Linked DNA regions of Mus musculus: region 1 is linked to region 2. Evidence: chromatin contacts called from public HiChIP or PLAC-seq data. All regions are on one chromosome and are shown on one strand. The core of a region is the stretch at or near the end of the contact, and the rest is flanking DNA. Distances in the headings are between cores, read along the strand shown. Region 1 overlaps Fendrr (Foxf1 adjacent non-coding developmental regulatory RNA). Region 2 has its middle 43 kb from the start of Gm33471.

Region 1 (3,474 bases), core at 858-3,357, 100 kb before region 2:
CAAGGGTAGAAACAGAATCAAGAAACATTTAGAACAAACATAGTCCAGGCTTTCTGGAGTCTGTAGATCTGCCCACAGGCACATCCCTAACACTCACCCCCATATCCGGTGGCTTCTCGATCTGTCGTGCCAGACATCACACAAAGAAGAAAACGACAAGGCAGACCAACAGATGAACAGGATCCAGAGTGACCAGAACCAGACCAGATGTCCCATGATGACATCACAGGAGGGACCGACATTGTGGGAATGGTGCTTGAAGATGATGGTGACACTTTCTGGGAAGACCTTCCCGGATCTCCAGAGGTACGGAACCGAGGTACGGAACCAGTGGTTACACGAATGGGGTGCTAGTCCTCAAAGGAGGAGGCCGTGGACCCCATCACTTTACACAGAAACACCCACTTCTCACCTGCCCAGGCACCCAGAATTCCAAGAGCAAGGTGAAGGCTTGCTCATGTCCTGGTGAAGGCTTAGTGCCTGCTTCTGTACATGGTGCAGAGAGGGATTGTGGTGGGGGTGGGGAGACACTGGAGGGAGATGAACAAGTCAGCCGGCCCACCAGTGGTGATACTTGTCAGATAGCCACAGCCAGACTCTGACACAGGTGCCAACACTCTGCCTTGCGGTGCTTTCCCCCAGTCCTGGAAATCCTAGTTTTTCTTTATATCTGGTTGCCTTCTTTACTTAAAGCTAGAGGGGCTGGAGGGTCACCATGTCCACCAAATGCCTTGGGAGCAATGAGGGCTTGATTGCAGCCGGATCAGAGATGCAAGGTTACCACCGTCCATATGCCCTGCAGGTCCATTTGGGGTACTAAGCAGGCCAGTGTCGGCCATCATGCCTGGCCTGAGACTCTTCAACCAGTGCACTCAGATGTGTTGTTAATTAGAGTTTGTGTTGACATCCTCCAGGTCCAAATTTGCATGGTGAGTCCCAACCTCCACCACTGGTCTTTGTGCCCTCCTGGTAGAGCTGTGCCCTGCCCGTGTGGTTATAATGGGGCCATCACATGTGTGTAGAGGATGAAGACAGCCACAGTGACATGCCGGACATTTATTATGCATCAGTAGTCTCCATCCACTGTAAGTATTAACTTCCTTATGTATACCCCGGGCTGTAGTTACACATACTGCTTAGATATGAGAAAATGGGGTCCCTGATACAGGAACTTACTGAGAGTCACACAGCCATTACATGGAGAAGTGGCAGTCAGACAGGTGATTCTCTATGGCTCTATGGCATCTCAGGATGTCACTGCTCTGTGTCACGCTGTGCTGGCAGCCCAGGGAGTGTCTGCCCATCTTCAAGCAGGAGCAGGATGCAGATCTCCTTACTCGGAGGAGAGTTTGGTCTCAGGGTCCCCTCTCTGGAACGTTTTGAGAAGTCACTCCTGTTGCAAACTCAGGAGAATCGTGGAAAGAATTTCCCGAATGCCAGCTTTGTTTATTCCAATCAGCTGTAGGTTGGCTTCAGGCTTACCCAAAGCCAGCACAAAAACCCAAACTTTCTTCCTGCTGGATTCAACACAAATCAGCCCTCAGCTGAGTCTTGGGGCTGAGTGACATCTTTGGGGAGGGGGCAATGCTGGGGCAAGGTAGGAGTTCTAGAGAAATTGACTGCAAGTCCCACGGTGAGAGTGTGGTCCGTCCCCAGGTGGCACCTGTAAGCAGTAGTGTGGATAAAGTTTCTGTGATTGACACTTCAGCGAGGAGAAGAGATCTGTTCCTACCCCAGAGCATCCAGAGTTCAATCGGCCTCCCAAACACGCAGAGCTTTCCTTTCAAATCACAGGAAGAACGGCCCTGCCTGGCTTGCCAGGCTGGGTTTTTCTTCTGGGTACCTTGTTTCCAGTGGCCCGCCAGAGTATGGCCACAGCCCAGTCCAACTTTGCAGCATCCGGGGAGGATGGCTCTGAATTCCTGTGTTCCACCCTGCTGGCTTTCTCCAGGCACAGGCTGGGTCTCCTTGGGGAGAGAGTCTGTGCTGCAGATCAGTCTGGGAAACGTGAGTCTCCGGCAGAATTCAGCGCTGGGGAAACCGCTGCGAAATTACTCCCTTCCTTCTCTGGAAGCCAGTGGACAAGAGGGCATTGTGTGGGGTCAGAGCCCTCCTGTCACAAAGGGGCCTTTCAGAGGAGCTGACGGGGTGGGCGGGACCCCAGCCGCATGCGCTTCTGGGCACATGTCCGGTCTTCCACGTGCACATGTGTAGGCATGTACACATGTGTGCATGTATGTATGCGCACATGTGTGTGTATGCATGTATGTGCACATGTGTGTATGTGCACATGTGTGCATATATGTATGTGAACATGTGTGTGGATGTGTGTGCATATATGTGTGTATAAGTGTATGTTCACGTATGTGTGTGCATGTGTATGTGTGCGGGTATGTGTACATATGTACATGTGTATACATGTGTGTATATACATGCATATGCAAATGTGTGTATGTGTGTGCATATACATGTGTTTGCTGGGGACAGAGAGCTGTGTGTTTGTGTATTCCCTGTAAATAGGTAGAACAGAGCACTAACAAACATCTCTGTTAGGAAGTTATTTCCTTGTAGGAGAAGGATCAGGCATGGGTAGGCAGTATGACTGGATCCCTGAAAGGTACAAGTTAGGCTGTCAGCCTGGAGCTCCAGGCTTACATGTGGTGACAGATGATGTGGGGGCAAGAAATGTAGGCCGATGGCCTTGTGGACTCTGGGTCAGCCATGTGAGAAGTTGCCCATTCAAATACTCCTGCACCCTGGAAAGGGACAGACACATACACTCCTGAGAGAGGGAGCGGGGAGGAAGGCAGTGTGGGTAGGTGTTTGGGATGAGAGGAGGCTTGGATCCACCTAAGTGTGAATGCTGTGTGTGCACCTGTGTGTGCATGCGTGTGTGCCTGTGCATGCTCTGGAGAAGCTTCACTGTGTAATTGCTCTCTGCAGAGCATGGGCCACTGTGTAATTAAGCTGCGTGCTGGCTGCTCCCAGCACAGAAAATGATTTTGTGCGCGCTTGGCGATTACTCCGTCCCGTTCCTTCATCAAAAATGCTGCTTCCGTTTCCCACACAAAATGGTTCCCAGACCAGGAGGAAGGCAGCCTTCCCTGCAGCCTTGGCAAGATGGTGGCTTCTGGGAAGGAAAGACAGAGGGAGGGAGAGAAGAGGATGTCCTCAAAGTGCAGTGACTGACATTCTGTGCTTCACCACCCAAGAAAAGTGCATTTTACAACAGGCATCCCTGCCATCTGGCCCTATTTGGCTCCACTAGTGAACAGAAATTATTCCAAATATCCAAACCACTCAAGCTCTCTCTCTTGCTCTCTCTCTCTCTCTCTCTCTGTGTGTGTGTGTGTGTGTGTGTGTGTGTGTGTGTGTGTGTGTGGTGTGTGTGTGTGTTTGTGTGTGTGTGTGTGTGTACAGAATATTCCCTCTGGAGCACAGGCTGCCTGGGGACTGGCTCAGAGTGGTGGAGTC
Region 2 (3,784 bases), core at 893-3,392:
GGAGTCAGGGCCGCCCCCTTCCTGCCCTGATGGCTGGAGAAACTGAGGAATGGGCTGTAGAAACAGTCATGAGGGGCGGATGAAAGCAGCTGAGATGTCTTAGCCACATCTTGTGCTAACTAGCATTTTAGCTCCAGTTCACAGGGGAAACTGAGTCTCAATAAGTGCGGGAGTCCTTTGGCCATAGTTTTCTAGAGGTGGTCACTCAGTGAGTCTGTGGCCAGGATTCAAACGCCTAGCCAAAGCCTTTTTTTTTAATCCTTGGAGCTGGGAAGATCACTCAGGTTAGGAGCACTTTTCTTGCAGAAGGTCCAAGTTCGGTTCCTAGACATGGTGGCTCAAGACTGCCTGTAACTCCAGCTCTAGGGGATCTGACACACTCTTCTGGCCTCTGTGGGTACCAGGCACTCATGTAATACAAGGGCATACATGCATATACTTAAGCACGTGCACACACACACACACACACACGCCTATCCCTGTCCTCCATTGAGACCATTGAAAGGCAGTTCTCACCTGCCACAGAGCTCTCTTCATCTCAGGGACGCAGTCAGAAGAAGTCAGGAGAGGGGCTTGATGTCCTGGAGATAGTGTTCAGAGTGGCACCTGCTGTGTAGAAAGAAGGACTCCTGCTCGGGCGTCGGTGCTAGGATGGAATGTGTCTGTACCCAGCCATCTTTTCTATTTTCCATATTTAGTCTCCCCCGCCCCTCTCATGGCAAATTGTGTACGTGGTTTTGATTTATGCCCCCTTTGCCTTTCCTACGAGGAAGCTCTGAGGTGATTTATGGGAAGAGGATACGGCTTAAGTCAGGAACGCGTGCCTGAATTCGTCCTCCTTATATCTGGTACCAGCAGAGGATGGGGTACAGGTGACCAGTAAACAAATACCCCTAAGGTCCCAGGACGGCAAGGCTCTGCCCAGTGTGCGTGGCTGGGTTTGCTTCTGCTCCTGGCGTTCCTAAATTATCACACAGGTAGCAGCCAATGGATTATACAGAAAACCAGGTACAAAGTATGGTTTCAGCACAGGTTAGCTTCTCTTTTGTAAAACAGTTTGGAGTTCAGGAAGCGCAAAGACTCAAACATACTTTAAAAAAAAAAAGATTACTTTATTTATTATACGTAAGTACACTGTAACTGTCTTCAGACACACCAAAAGAGGGCACCCGATCTCATTACAGATGGTTGTAAGCCACCATGTAGTTGCTGGGATTTGAACTCAGGACCTCTGGAAGAGAAGTCAGTGCTCTTAACCGCTGAGCCACCTCCACCCTCATCATCCTCAGCCCTTGGAGCTCAAAATGGCTGCCAGAGTTCTGACAATTATATTTACAGTCCAGACACTGGGAGGAAGCACTTGCGTGTTTCTGTGAGGAGGTTTTCTGGATGCCCTGCCTGACACTGTTACTCCCGAGACAGGGGTCAACCCTAGCTGCAAAGGAGGTTGGGAAGTCAGAGCCTCCTAAGAGAAAACTTGGAAATCCAAGTCCCTAAGGAACCAGCTATCTTCTGCACAGCAGCTCTCAATCCAAGCACTTAGGCTCTGTCACCCAAAGAGGACAGGTGTGGAGGAGCAGGAGATGGCTTCTGACATCGTGGCTCACACTTCATTGGCCAACAGTGGTCACATGGCCCCGCCTTGCTGCTCAGGCTGGGAACTGGGTTCTGTGTTCACTGAGGGAGATGGGGGTCTCCCGTGACGGTGTCATCTGCCACCACTGGCAAGATAGTCACTGGAGGGACAGTGGGCAGCTGGTCCTGCTGCAGAGAAAAAGTTCCTAGTTCCCCAGTCAGGGACAGAAGGAGAAGCAGGGTTGGGGGGGTTCAGCCATGGTGCCAAGGGCTTCACTGAGCAATGCCCAGGACCACTGTCCCGGCAATGGGGGATGCATGTACTGTGAAGTCTGTTACCAGAAATGGGTTGAGCTGCCAGGCGAAGCTGCCTGCAGGGCACAATTAGCAGAGCTCCCAGACAGGGGCTGGAAGGCCTGCTCCCCTTCGGTGACCTGAATGGATCATTTGTGGCTCAAATGACAGACAAATGCAATAATTAGGACCATTTAGCAAAGAGGAGGTGAAAGGTCACTCAGTGGGGCCGCCCTTCTCTTGTTACCTCCAGTGAGGGGTGACCGCCTTGGAGACTCACAGACCCGTGTTGTTGTGCTGTGACAGACCTCCACCTCCGTCAGAGGCTGATGGTGTCCCCAGGGCCATCAGAGCAGGCACAGGATCCAGGCTATGATGTCACAGGCGGGATCCAAGTCCCAGTCACGCTACAGGACTGTTCCTCAGCAGGAGGACAGAGTGTACAGCTATTTGACTGGGCACAAGGGCTGGCCCTGTGTTCTGCCTACTGGGTCTCAGTTTGCCTCTTCCTCTGTTTTCCTTGAAAGCCTGATGTTGCTCCTTCACACAGCCATTCCTATCGGGAAGTTCCCAGGGTTCTGGGGTGTGAGTGTTGAGAGGCAAGGGCCCGCCAGGAGCATGCTGGGGACAGGGCTGGTACCCACGACCTGGCAGCTGAAGGATGCTGGATAGCAATGTTCTGAGCAACAGAAACATGAAGCTGGGAGTCTGGCTCTTACTCACTGTCCCCTCTCTGACACTCTCCTAATGAGGAGGCTAAGTTCTCAGGGCCACGCCTCCTGTCACTTGTTTCCCAGTAATTAAGATGTCAGTGAAGGTTCTTTGGAGACCCAGTGGAAGAATCTTTAATAAAAACCCCAGGGAGAAGGATGCCTCTGCTAAAGCCTGGCTGTCTGAATAACTGTGACGTTCATGTGTTGAAAACCTGGATATCCAGCTTACAAGAGATGGTATAAGGAGATGGGGCTGAGAGAGAGCACATTAGGATTAGAGGAGCTCCCGGGGAGACCCCAGGGTAGAGCCCGTAGGTCTGTAAGAGTGGAGTGAAAGACTTGAGGGCCCCTGCTGCTGTCTTGTAATGCCCCAAGCTACTTTCTGACTCTATGCCAGGCCCAGCAGATACACCAAAGTGCCACCAGCTCTGTCTCACAGTCAATGCCTCAGGCCACTCTTTGACACTATGCCAGGCCCAACAGGTACACAGGAAGTGCCACCTGCTCATGTCCTTCCAAGAGCAAAGTGACTTTGTCTTCAGAGTCATTCAGTCTTCTGTGACAGGTTATAGCCACGGGAAATGGATCAGAGTAGAATCTCAGGTCACCGAAGTCAGGTCTTTGGGGACATAGCCTCTTTTCCAGCTAGCTGGAAGCCAATGGGTCTTCCCTCTTGGATGTGAAATCACCCCCAATCTAGCTGGCACAGAGGGGTGTGTTATTCTGTGATGGCACTTATTTGTATTTTATTTCCCCTGAAGTCACATGAGGAAGCTGGACATGATGGTGCATGCAGGAGGCAGGAGGCAGAGGCAGAAGGCTCTGTGTGAGTTCAAGGCCAGCCTCAAAATACACAGTGAGTTCCCTGACTCAAAAGAGCATGTGCCGGGAAAGAAAGCCACACACTGGTATCACCGTGTTCAGACTCACTGTGCCTAAGACTCAGTAGCTCAGTGCCTCCTTCCCATGCTCTCCTGCCAGTTCACTGGTTCGAGTCCCATGCAGAGTCCCTCCCTCCCTCCCTCCCTTGGCTTCATACTCTTGTTGGCCACACCAGGAGCTGAAGACCTAAATAGGTATCACCAGGCAGGCACACCTCCTCCCTCTCTGGGCCTCAGTTTCTCTATCTGTGTAGTCTCATGCTATACAACCCTGACATCTTGGGGTTGGTGGTAGATTCCAATGAGTCTCTTGATTTTATC

What was found. HiChIP or PLAC-seq counts read pairs in DNA pulled down with a chosen protein or histone mark.
Region 1: a contact with region 2 is called in an H3K4me3 HiChIP or PLAC-seq map of craniofacial prominence, with 2.0 times the contacts expected there. The contact joins two enhancer-like sites. A contact is called at or near these places in 8 of 39 promoter capture datasets (cranial neural crest, embryonic stem cells, liver and 3 more), 14 of 484 Hi-C or Micro-C datasets (the C2C12 cell line, the HPC-7 cell line, cochlea and 6 more) and 7 of 115 datasets of contacts at active chromatin or transcription factors (craniofacial prominence, embryonic midbrain, embryonic stem cells and 3 more).

The regions. Positions count from the first base shown.
Region 1 is chr8:121,062,439-121,065,912 of GRCm38.p6, reverse strand. Fendrr (Foxf1 adjacent non-coding developmental regulatory RNA) reads left to right here. Exons shown (of 6, transcript NR_045471.2): 3 at 134-319; 4 at 915-1,085. Among named protein-coding and RNA genes, the nearest start is that of Fendrr, 19 kb to the left of the region's middle. Within about 2 kb of position 2,107, at least 22 of the 459 cell types and tissues checked have an H3K27ac peak or open chromatin away from gene starts, as enhancers often do. A contact at or near this core is called in craniofacial prominence, where this site is marked.
Region 2 is chr8:120,957,944-120,961,727 of GRCm38.p6, reverse strand. No RefSeq gene overlaps it. Among named protein-coding and RNA genes, the nearest start is that of Gm33471, 43 kb to the right of the region's middle. Within about 2 kb of position 2,142, at least 13 of the 459 cell types and tissues checked have an H3K27ac peak or open chromatin away from gene starts, as enhancers often do. A contact at or near this core is called in craniofacial prominence, where this site is marked.